2 separate regions of the Rattus norvegicus genome follow, and region 2 is linked to region 1. The links are chromatin contacts, called in public Hi-C maps. All regions are on one chromosome and are shown on one strand. Each heading gives the region's core, a stretch centred on a gene start, on an enhancer-like site or on the middle of the called end of the contact. The rest is flanking DNA. Distances are from core to core; before and after follow the strand shown.

Region 1 (5,962 bases), core at 2,176-4,675:
CCTTAGTGCTAGCTCTATAGTCCCAAAACAGGACTGACTTGACTCTGACACCTCAGGTGGGCCAGGTGTTCCTGTCTGGAACTTGCCCTACCCACTTCCCTGGTGGATAAGAACTGGAAAAGTATTGTATGCTTGAGTGCTAGTCAAAGCAGACACAGTGAGGAGAAAGTGAGCCTGTTCCCTCCTTATGGGAGAGGCTGATAAAAGAGCCCTTCTCCTGGACTGGGCCATTTGGACTAATCAAGGTATGTCTAACATGCAATTTACCAAGATTCTGGTAACAGTTTGGTGACAAGAAACCGGTTTCCAAACAAGATATGGCTCACTCAGAAAACCCAGAGGCGGGGCTGGGGATTTAGCTCAGTGGTAGAGTGCTTACCTAGGAAGCCCAAGGCCCTGGGTTCGGTCCCCAGCTCCGAAAAAAAGAATCAAAAAAAAAAAAAAAAAAAAAAAGAAAACCCAGAGGCTAGCTGAACATCAAAGTAACTGATCAATTAAAAAAGTTTTTGAGTTGCTGGGATTAAAAAAGCATGCCACTACTACCTAGGTAGGAAAAAAAAACAAAACCTTTTTTTGCTGCTCTTCCTAAGAGGACCTGGGTTTGGTTATCAGCACCTACACTAGGTGGCCCACAACTGCCTATAACTTGAGTTCTAATGTATCCAACACATTCTTCTGGCAGAATACACAAGATAAATATACATGCTTCAGGTGTGCATGCATGCATGGGTGTATACACACATACGCGCGCACACACGCGCGCACAAAACATCACTATACTCAGTTTACAAAGTGGTAGTGACTGTACTCAGGTCTTGATATATGCTAGGAAGTAGGCAAGTGCTCTACCTACCAAGTTCCATACTTTTCAGATGGGGTCTTACTCTGTAGACCTGGATGGCTTAGATCCCACACTGGGCTGGCCTCGAACTTGGAAGATACTCCTGCCTCTGCTTCCCAGGTGCTAGCCATATGCATAAGCCAATATATAGAGTTCTGGACAAAGAACCTTCCTTTTTTGTTTTTTTGGTTGTTGTTAATAGGGTTTTCTGTGTAGTTTTGGCTATCCTGAAACTTGATCTGTAGAGGAGGCTGGCCTTTAGAGTTCTGTTTCCCAAGTAATGGGACTAAAGGTGTGCACCATCACCGCCGACAGGAACTTTTTACTCCAAAAGTGGAGTCATGTAAAAAGGACCACAGAGAACCTAGGGAGGTGACTAGCTAACACTGAACATCACACTGCTGTTCAGATAAATATATATCTGACATATGTGTGTGTATCCGTGTGTATGCACGTATGTATGTATATGTTGCTCTGTAGACTAGGCTAGCCTCTGTAGAGACCTACCGGTCCCTGCCTTCCAAATGCGGGATTAAAGGTTTGTGCCACCACACTCAGCTGAGACGCAAGTCTTTTGCTAGTAGTAACTAACTGAACTGCCTATATCAAGGTCCAGCCTCCACGAAAGTTCCTTTAGCAGTGGCTTGGTGATGGATGGAAGCTTGGATTTGCATTCGGTCACCAGCTACTAGAATGTTCTAACTATGAAAGGGTCCCTAAGGGAAAGGTGCAGTGAGAAATCACGAATGCTTGGCCAGGTGCTGACACACTGTGAGTGACAGTTACAAAGCGTCACCCAAGTGTCACGCCTACACTCTCTGGAAGCATTGCATTCCTGAAGAACCAATAGTTCAAAGCCCCGTGTGTTCAGTGGAGCTCTTGCCTCCTCCTCCTCCTCATTGGTCAATCACCAGATAAGCCTCAGGCAGCGGGCTACTCAGGAGGTCATCACAGCTGTGACACTTCCTGTGAATACTCCAAAGGGGGAACTTTCTCCACATAGCTCTGAGATGCAAGAGTTGGTATAGGACCCACTTGAGAGAAGGCTCTCTCTAAGCCTCTGAGAAGGTTCCTACTTCTAAGACTTACTTTCTGGTTTTGCTCCCAAAGCCTACAGCCATTAGAGGGTAGTGCTAGGGTCACACCTGTATATTCCTTTGGGGAGGCTGTGTCTCCATTCTTGAAGAACTTGATTGTGGGGTAGCCACGGACACCATACTGCTGGGCCAGGTCAGACTCTTCTGTGGCGTCCACCTTTGCTAGTCGGATCTCAGAGCCTTCTGCCTTCAGTTTTGCAGCAGCTTTGGCATACTCTGGGGCCAGTGCTTTGCAGTGGCCACACCATGGGGCATCTGTAAAAGAAACCAGGACACTGGAAGGCAGTCCTCCATCCAGGTCTATTTCTTCCCTTTGTACTTCCTTTCATAAAAACCTTATCAGCACACCAAGATAACCCCTCTTAACGAATATAGGAGACTGTGCTGATAGCTGGTGCTCTTGGGCAATATCAGGACAGAGGCCACAAGTGACAAACCAACCCCAATCCCTACTTTGCCCTGTGACCACCAGCACTGCAAAATAATCCTGACTTGTAACTTCCTACTGCCCCAAGCAATCAGGGTCAGTGTATCTTTAGGATTTACCACTCAGAATCTAGGAAAAGTTTAACAGTTGCTGGCCCAGCACTATACCTAGCAAGAACATGCCCAGATGCTGATCCAAAGCTGTTCTTCTAGTGTGGGAATGTGACAATCTGTCAAGTAGCCTGGCAGCTGCATTGGGACTCACACTCTTGTAAGTAGAAGTAAAGGCTTAGGATCTGGCTGGCTTCCCGGCGAGGAGAATACGCCAGGTAACAGGTAGAGTGGACATAGTATATAGGGTTGGATCTACTCTATCGGAATTGCTAACTGCTCACACAGCCCATCCTGTTTTCCCCGGCTAACAGAAGGTTCTGGCCATGTGGAAGTAGTGCACAAAGACACCTTCTTGATTCTCAGCCCTGCAGTCACCCTCAAGGAGTCCTTACTACAACGACTTCCACTTGGGTAGGAAGGATGCTCTTGGGAAAACTGGGAACAGCGAAGCTGACAGTAGGTGTTACCCGCGAGGTGCAGCTCCGGGACCAGCCAGCCCGTGCTCCAAGGGGCAAACTGAGGGCTACGGGCCACCGTACTCAAGAGGGGCTGGCCACGCAGGACAGGGCTGGGTGCCGCCGAGGGCGGCCCTTAGTAATCTGTGGACAAGGGGCCCTCCCCGCCCGGCCTGGCCCGCGGCGCACTCACAGAACTCCACCAGCAGGTAGTTGTGCGCCGCCAGCGCCTCTGCGAAGTTGCTCTTCTTCAGCACCAGGACGTTGTCCTCCTCCTCCAGAGCGTCGGCGCCCACCCTAGCCGCCCAGGCCAGGGCCAGGCACAGCAAAGCACGGCTCAGCATGTCGGACGTCGGCAGCGGGCGGGGCAGCTAGGTTGGCGCCGCCGGGACAGCCAAGGCGACGAGAGCGCGCGTCGGTCCAGACCTCGCCTTTATAAATCCTGGGTCGGGGACGCGCCCACGCCTCCCCCTTACTGCGCGCGTCACCTGCCGTGCGCATGCGCCCTGCAGCGCCCTTCGATTGGCCGAGGAGCTAAGAGACCCGCCCTCGCCGGGCGAGGACTGGACACCCAGTCAAGGCTGGGCCACGAAATGGGAAAAGACCCGGAGGCCTTTCAGTTCTTGCCTCGGATTGGCCACAGTGCGCGCGCGCGCGCGCACAAACTCTACGTTCCCCTGCCTCTGATTCGCTGGCGGAGGCGAACTTTCTCTTTCTGGACTTCTGACTGGCGACTTTTCCCACGCCTTTCACACGTCCGGAATGGCAGATGCTTTCCGCTGCCCGGCCGTGTGGCTCCTGATTGGCCGAGAGATGCGCGTACCCAGCGCGATTCTCCGTCGAACGTGGCAGTGGGAGGAGTCCCGGGCCTTTGGGCGGAGCTACGCCTGCGCTTCCGAAGCCCCTCGTGTTGCATTCTGACTGGACCGCGTTTCTGTACTGGGACCGCCCCCAAGTCGCCGCCAGGAAGTCAGGGGAGGCCATTTCCGGTGCGCGTGCAGCTCGTGCAGCCCCTGCCCAGGTCCTGGGCGATGTTCCCCCAGGGTTCAGGAGTCTGTGCTTTGCCCGACTGCGTCAGCTGTCACCGGTTAGCGGGCCTCGCAGTTGCAGCCAGGGGTCTCCACAGGCTGCGGGCACGTTTCTCCCATTTCGACCCTTGGTTATCCGAGGCTCCAGTTTACCGGAATGGGGTGCCCAAGACTTCTGCGGAAACCCGCTGGGGAAGTGGAGAAAGCAGTTTGTCATCGACTTTATTGACTACATGTTGAAATGGCACTTATGTTCGTTTGGTCGAATAATAATAAAGTTTGGCTTCTGTAAGTCAGCCTTTATATTACGTAGGAGATTCACATTTTATCTCGGTTGGACCTCCTTTTCCAGATTCACCATCTACATTGTGTCTCAATCCCGAAGTGACTTGGAACTCACTACGTAAGCTGGCCTCGAATTTGAAATTCTTCAAGATCTCCCCCAACCTTTTGGGTGCTGTGGTTACAGCTATGAGCAATCCCTGACAAAGGTCCATCCTTTACTGCTCAATGACTGATATCCGACCTGCTCTCCACCCCCACCCGAGAGCGCTTGGCTCACTCATTCTAGCAGCCTCCTCTTTTTTCACTTCCCACCACAAACACTATCCTGATAGTCAAGGGTCATTAGAAAAGGAAAACACTCAAATATTAAGTGTATACAATGACTAATAATATACTGCTCTCAGAAATGGTAAAAGCAGAAATATGGTATATGGTTTTGTATTTTGATAGTTTTTTGTTGTTTTAGTTTTTTCAAAGCAGGGCTTCCCTGTGTAGCGCTGGAACTCACTCAATAGACACCAGCCTGGCCTCGAACTCAGAGATCCATTTACCTCTGCCTCCTTGAGTGCTGGGATCAAAGGTGTGTGCCACCACTGCCTGGCTGTAGCTTCTTGTAAGGACATGTGTCACAGTTCCTACATGGATCTTCCCTTACCTATGAGTTTGTTGAAGACCAAGTCCTCTGGGCCCCAACCCCATTTAATGTAGGAAGAGTGACAGTCAGATACTGGTTGTGCTCACTGGAAAACTTTCACGTGTATACAGTATGACTTTACAGGTTAAAGAGGGCTATGAATGAATCTGTCCTGGAAGAGTACCTAGTTCGGCAGCAGCTTGGCTAGGTGCTTGGTCTTTTCTCTGCCTATCTGAAGTGCCAGTACACATTTCCTGCACTTAGAAATGATGGAAATTGCTTCATATCTGCTGCTGCCTCCTATTGTTCTTGTAGTTACCTTGAGTTGTTTTAGAAACCATTATTTGGAGCCAGAAATAAAAGCCAGGCAATGATGGCACAAATCTTTAATCCCAGTAATCAGGAGGTAGAAAAAGTTGGATTTGTGTGTGGCCACCCTGGTCTACAGAGCAAGTTCCAGGACAGCCAGGATTGCACAGAGAAACCCTTGCCTCAAAAAAGTAGGGGGTGGGGAGGGGAGGAAGGGAGAGAGAGAGAGGTTTAGAAAGTTGTCTGGTGAGGTTGGGGATTTAGCTCAGTGGTAGAGCGCTTGCCTAGCAAGCACTAGGCCCTGGGTTCAGTCCCCAGCTCCGAAAAAAAAGAAAAAAAAAAAAAAAAAAAAAGAAAGTTGGCTGGTGGGCTGGAGAGGGCTCAGGAGTTAAGAGCAATGACTGCTCTTCCAGAGGTCCTGAGTTCAATTCCCAGCAACCACATGGTGACTCACAACCATTTGTAACAGAGATCTAATACCCTGTTCTGGTGTGTCTGAAGACAGCTATAGTGTATTCTTATAAATAAAATAAATAAATCTTTAAAAAAGAAAAGAAAGGGGGTTGGGGATTTAGCTCAGTGGTAGAGCGCTTGCCTAGCAAGCGCAAGGCCCTGGGTTCAGTCCCCAGCTCCGAAAAAGAAAAAAAAGAAAAGAAAGTTGGCTGGTATAGCAGCATTCCCTTATAATCCCAGTACTTTAGAAAAGCAGGTGGATTAATTCTCTCTGTCTTGTTTTTGAGACAGTCTCCCCTACCTCTCTTCTCTGTAGCCCT
Region 2 (5,962 bases), core at 1,259-3,758, 200 kb after region 1:
TTCAAGCAGCTTCTGCTGACTGCCTGAATCCAAGGCCTGAGGGAGCCAGGTAAAGCAGCCACCGGGGGTCACCAGTTACTGAAAAGCTTCCTTACCCCTGTTCTTCATAGGACACCAGTGGGTGTCTGGGTAGAGAAGGCAGTGCACTGACTGAAACCTGTCAGGGAAAGGAGTCACCTCAGATCTGCCAGGTAGGGGCTGGCGCCAGAGTCCTCCAGGCCAAAAGCCTCCAGCGCCCACTCACCGTGTAGGGTCCTGTCGAATGCTGAAACTTCCAGCTACATTCACCACGTTGTGCGGGTTCTCAGGACCCCCATAGCTCAGGGTAACCTGGGAGGGGAACCGGGGAGGGTGAGGGTCAGTTCTTCCTCCTGGGTCCTCCACCTGCTAGAGGAAATTTCACTCACCCCTCAGGCTTAGGGAAGCAGGGCAGTGGCCCTTCATAAAGAGCCCCATGAGACTTGCCATGCACAGGTTCCTGAGGGTGCTTCATCCAGCAGGCAAAGTCTCCACCCAGGGTCCGCCCCTCCTCCCCAGGGACAAGGAAATCCTGAGGCTAGCCCTCTCCTGAGTTCTGCACAACTGGGAGACCCCTTGGGAGCCAAGCTGACCCAGGCTGGAGCGTCTTTTACCTGCTGCAGAACAGCACCAGACGGCAGCTTCTGCAAGTTCTCCAGGTGGGAGTGGAACAGGGGGCTATGAAGCAGACGGGCACCCAGGAGCCCTTCCACAATGTATCCCACCGTGCAGTCGTCAGGCAGTCGAACCCGTTCTGCTGTGCTCATGAAACTGCCTAGGCTGGAGGGGAGGCTAGTTAGCACCTCTACAGTCCTTACCACCCCCAAAAACAGGCAGCTGGGCTCCCAGTCTCCCACTTACCTGGCCCACGGGCTCATTTTGAGGGCAAGGCCCCTGCTCAGGCAGAACCCAGCCCCACCAGTAGCAAACCAGAATTTCACTGTGTTTGACTGGAAAAGGGAAAAGGTTGATCAATCAGGGCTGCCCAGGATGGGGTTCCTTACCCTCAACCCTCCAGGAGTCTTGTTACTGTTATCCTAGGCCACCATATAGGAGTCTGCGGAAGGCACAAGGGGTTTTCTGACCCGTGGCCTCTACGCCCTTCTCTATTGCTGGACCTGATTTGATGGTTCCTTGGGGGTCTGGAACCAGAGTACTTGGCCTATCTTAGAGTTTTCTCACTCTTCAGCCCTAGGAGGATTTTAGCCCAGCACTCACGGTGCCACCGCCCTGGACCCTCTCTGTGGCTTCGATGGGGTGGTCCAGACTAGGTCGCCCCAGGTAGATGTCCTGGTTGGAAGAGAAGGTGGAAAGCAGGTGCAGCAGGCTTTTGGGGTTCACGTAGTTGTCATCATCCACGTGGCAGAACCATCTGAAGGTGGAGGGAGAGGCCTATGCACTGAGGCCCCCCAGTGTGGGTGGGAGCCCCCACACTGCTCGGTCCTGGCTGTCTGAGGGGTGAGGTTACTTACTTCCGTCCAGACTCTATGAACTTGTCATACTCCACTGACATCTTACAGCACAGCGCCTGGCGGGTTCGCACAGCGGAACAATTGGTGTTGATCATTTGGCTGCCTGCACGGTTGGAAACGGGCAATGTGAGTGCTGACTTCTAGGTTGCCTCCTTAGGTTTAGGCTGGAATATGCCTGTCCAGCCACTGGGCTAGATCCAATGCAGCCCTACCGCAGCCAGCCCTCATTCTGAAGCAGATGACAGCACAGGCGGAAACAGGACAAGACTTGGCAGGTGACTGCTGCTGGGCCTTCCTCAGGGAATGTGGGTGACATTGGCCACAGCACCCTGTCAGGAACTGGGGGCAGGGTGGGGAATCTGATGACTAGAAGGATGGGTGTTGGGAGATAGACTGGCAATGGATGGGTGTCTTGGCTCTGTAACACTAGCTCTGTGACACTAGTCAAATGCCTGACACAGGAATGAATGGCCCCAGTAGATACAACTCAGCCCAGGGGAGCGTCTCACCTGCCAGCAGCTGGAGCTCAGGGTCGTCTCCATCGGTGAAAATGAACGTCTGTGGAAGAAAACACCGTGAGGCGTCAGAGGATCCAGTGAGTGGGTCTCGGGGCAGGTGTGAAGCCCCGGGGTTAGGGGCACAGGGGGGCGCCAGTTTGGAATCCAGGAACCTACAAGGAGGGGGAAGGGGCGCACACCTGCCGTGGGGCTCGTGAGATCCAGGTACGCAACAGCAGCCGCAGGCGCGGGCCGTGGTTCTTCCGAGTGGTCTTGACTGCAATGAAGACGTCGTCCGGTTGCAGGCGGGAGACCTCGAGGGTCAGGCTCCCGGTCGGGACACGACCTGGGTCTGGTGCGGGAGCGCGAGGCAGCGGCAGCGGTAGTGGTAGCGGCAGCGGTAGTAGCAGCAACACAGCCAGGACCGCGGCCAGCGCGAGGCAGGCCCGGCACAGCACTCGCCGCACACGGCTCATGCGATCGCCCAGGCCCGGGCGCTGGGCGCCCGCCTGCGATTGCGGCGGCCCCTTTAAGAGTGACAGCACCCCGCCCCGAGCCTTGACCCGGAACTGACGGACGCGCCGCCCCGGAAGTGAACGTCGCTGCGGCACCGGGGGTGGAAGATGCCGCTGCCGGTTCAGGTGTTTAACTTGCAGGTAGGGGTTGGTAACTGCGCTCGCCGCGTGGCCGTTCGGTCCGGATCGAGCCTGGTGGGCGGGGCTGGCGGCGAGCGGGGCGGGGCCCGCAGCTCTGGCCTGGGCGCGTGAGCGTCGCCTGCCTCGCGGGCCGCTCTGGGCCCCGGCCCCCGCCCCGCCCCCGCCTCGCGCGCCAACGCTTTTCGTGCGGGTGCTGGCCTCTCAGAGAGGTGCGTCAGGCCAAGATGCGGGGCAGCCCGGCGCCCAGCTCTGCCTCGTCGTCGGCCTCCGACTTGAGCCGCAGCCCTGCGCACAGCAGGTCAGACTTGCGGCCCGGCACGTCGGGCGACTACAGCCTGAGCGCCAGCCTGTCGGCCTGCACGCTACTTTCCGAGGTATAGCTGCGCGCCTACCGTGTAGCGGCTCTTTCGATGTCGCTCGAGGCCCTGGCCCCTCGAGTCCTCGGCCAGCCTCTTCCGCATCGTGACCTGTCTGCTTTGACTCTCTTGATTTATGAAGATAGGGTGGCAATCTATTTCATTCTCTGTGGCCTAGAGGAAGCTGTATCGGGATGGCGGCTGGGAATGCTTGACGGTTCCTGTAGTCAGTGTTGTGCCCAGGACCTGGGTGGGAGAGCTGAAGACGGCACTTGGCTGCCAGCACCTGTGGAAGCCCAGTGCAGTTTTGCCTTGAGAAATCGTGGGCAGAGCTGATGGGGGAAACTCTGCTCACCCTGGTGCCTTTCGTCAAGGAGCTCCTTCTGTTTTGCAGGGGGCCGTGGAACCCATGCAGATTGATGTAGATCCGCAGGAAGATCCCCAGAACGCACCTGATGTCAACTACGTGGTGGAGAACCCCACCCTGGTATGGATCCTGTGTGGCGGAGGACTGCTGGCAGCTTCGATGTGTTGAGGGGTCCAAGTCAGACTCCCACTGTATGTCCTAGGACAGTTGATGCTTTTAGCAACCGCTTTAGACACATCTCTCTAAGCCAGGAAACTGGTTTTTCGTTTGCCCACCTATGTTGGGTTCTCAGGCAGTTCTAAGACCCTGCACCCACTTCTCCACAGGGAACAGTCCCGTCAAGTCAACAGTGTGAAGCAAAGCTCTATTTGCAGCCAACACACTTTTCCTCTCTTCTTAGCCCAGCATCCATCACTTGTTAGGTAGCGTATGCTCATGCTTCCGTTTCCCAGTGCAGAGCTTGGTCCTGAAGGTCTTTAATTCACACACTCCTGTGGTGTCTTCCCAGCATCTAAATGTGATCCCAGGACGCAGGTGAAGACTTACTGTTGTGCTCAGGTGGTCAGGTCCTTGCTTACCCCACTTGACCCTCTTTTTTTTTTTTTTTTTCCGGAGCTGGGGACCGAACCCAGGGCCTTGCGCTCGCTAGGCAAGCGCTCTACCGCTGAGCTAAATCCCCAACCCCCCACTTGACCCTCTTATCCCCTCCTCCCCACAAGGATCTGGAGCAGTATGCAGCCAGCTACAGTGGTCTGATGCGTATTGAGCGGCTACAGTTTATTGCTGACCGCTGCCCTCCGTTGCGAGTGGAGGCCTTGAAAATGGCTCTGTCCTTCGTGCAGAGGACCTTCAATGTGGACATGTATGAAGAGATACACCGGAAGCTCTCTGAGGCTACCAGGCAAGTAAGCTTTGGGGGGCAGGGGAGGCAAGTGACCGGAGCTGGGCTGGCCGTGGTTGTTCTGGCCCAGCATTTCACCTGTGATGCACTGATAGCAGGTGAAAGCCTGTAGTAGGTGAGAAGCATAACAGTGCTTCCTTCTTGGGGCGGGGAAGTGGTAGCAGGCCATTTTCTCTTCTTTGGCTTCCTTTGCTTCTATGCGGACAATCGAGCTTCCTAATTCTTGAGAGTCTGGTATAGCTGTCCTCCTATACACACACACACACACACACACACACACACACGCACACACACACACCCCACTACCTGGGTCAGAACCACCTATTCTCCTTGAACTCGCCTGTCTAGCTGGGTCTCTTAGATCAGCAGTTGTCTCTGTGCCTCTGGTACAGACTGGGCCCTTTCAGTGGGGCAGGGAGAGGCAAAGGGCTCTGGAGAACCAGCCTCTGGCTCCCCATGGTTATCACTATCCTGATGACTACCTTATCCCTCAGGGAGCTGCAGAATGCACCTGATGCCATCCCTGAGAGTGGAGTGGAGCCCCCACCCCTGGACACAGCCTGGGTGGAGGCCACTCGGAAGAAGGCCCTGTTGAAACTGGAGAAGTTAGACACGGACTTGAAGAACTACAAGGGCAATTCTATCAAGGAGAGCATCAGGTGCTGGCCTGCTCTGGGCAGGGGAGGTGGGCAACTGGGCCTAGCTGGCCCCTCGACCAGTATTCACTCACTGCCAGGCCCACAGGCGCGGCCATGATGACCTGGGTGACCACTACCTGGACTGTGGGGACCTCAGCAATGCCCTCAAGTGTTATTCGCGAGCCCGAGACTACTGCACCAGTGCTAAGCATGTCATCAACATGTGCCTCAATGTCATCAAGGTGGCCTGGGTGACAGCTGGGTAGGCATGGAGGGCCCTAAAGGGACAACTCCGACTTAATCTGGCCTTGCCTACTCACCTGCCAGGTCAGTGTCTACTTGCAGAATTGGTCTCATGTGTTAAGCTATGTCAGCAAGGCTGAGTCTACTCCAGAGATTGCTGAGGTAAGGTCCACCTCCACAGATGCCCTGCTCTAGAAGTTGTCATCCCTGTCCCCTGGAGCCCCGTATACTCCTTCCCTGCCTCAGTGTCCCTTTGAGTTTGTTCTTGGGGTAGGGTGGGGACAGGGAATAGAGCTCCTTAAATAAGGAAGGCAGGCGGGGGGCCTCTCATATCTGCTTTCTTCTCCTGCAGCAGCGGGGAGAGCGGGACAGCCAGACTCAAGCCATCCTCACCAAGCTCAAGTGTGCTGCAGGTGAGGCTTCCAGCCACCTCTCCCGCTCTTCTTCCCTCTGTGCATGTGTAGGTGGCACTTGCTCAAGTTAGTACAGAGAAGCTGGTGGGGTCTAGGGAAGTAGGTCAGCTGGTTTCCCTGAGCCTGGTATATAACATGGGCATTTTGAGGATTCCCTGCTTGTGGGGATGTTTTCATTTAGATGCTGTTACTAACAGCTAGGATTTCCATCCCTAAACTGGGGAATGCTGGGGTAGGAGGCCAAGGATCCACTGATGGCCATGGCCTTCTAGGGCTCCTATACCCCCTCTAAATCAGTCTCCTCCTTGCCTTTTAGGCTTGGCTGAGCTGGCTGCACGAAAGTATAAGCAAGCTGCCAAGTGCTTCCTTCTGGCTTCCTTTGATCACTGTGATTTCCCAGA

What was found. Hi-C and Micro-C count contacts between places; a contact is called where the count stands out from the background.
Region 2: a Hi-C map of prefrontal cortex shows a contact between it and region 1, with 4 times the contacts expected there. The contact joins the promoter of Rfng here to the promoter of P4hb in region 1. A contact is called at or near these places in 2 of 12 Hi-C or Micro-C datasets (kidney and prefrontal cortex).

What each region holds. Positions count from the first base shown.
Region 1 is chr10:106,343,486-106,349,447 of GRCr8, forward strand. It overlaps P4hb (prolyl 4-hydroxylase subunit beta), which reads right to left and starts at 3,426. Exons shown (of 11, transcript NM_012998.2): 1 at 3,127-3,426; 2 at 1,987-2,193. The coding sequence starts at 3,277.
Region 2 is chr10:106,546,136-106,552,097 of GRCr8, forward strand. It overlaps Rfng (RFNG O-fucosylpeptide 3-beta-N-acetylglucosaminyltransferase), which reads right to left and starts at 2,509. Exons shown (of 8, transcript NM_021849.2): 1 at 2,188-2,509; 2 at 2,000-2,048; 3 at 1,491-1,593; 4 at 1,237-1,390; 5 at 880-968; 6 at 633-798; 7 at 245-330; 8 at 1-157. The coding sequence starts at 2,463. The coding sequence ends at 76. Gps1 (G protein pathway suppressor 1) reads left to right here and starts at 2,786. Exons shown (of 14, transcript NM_053969.3): 1 at 2,786-3,017; 2 at 3,394-3,486; 3 at 4,086-4,267; 4 at 4,762-4,926; 5 at 5,012-5,147; 6 at 5,233-5,310; 7 at 5,501-5,561; 8 at 5,878-5,962. The coding sequence starts at 2,868.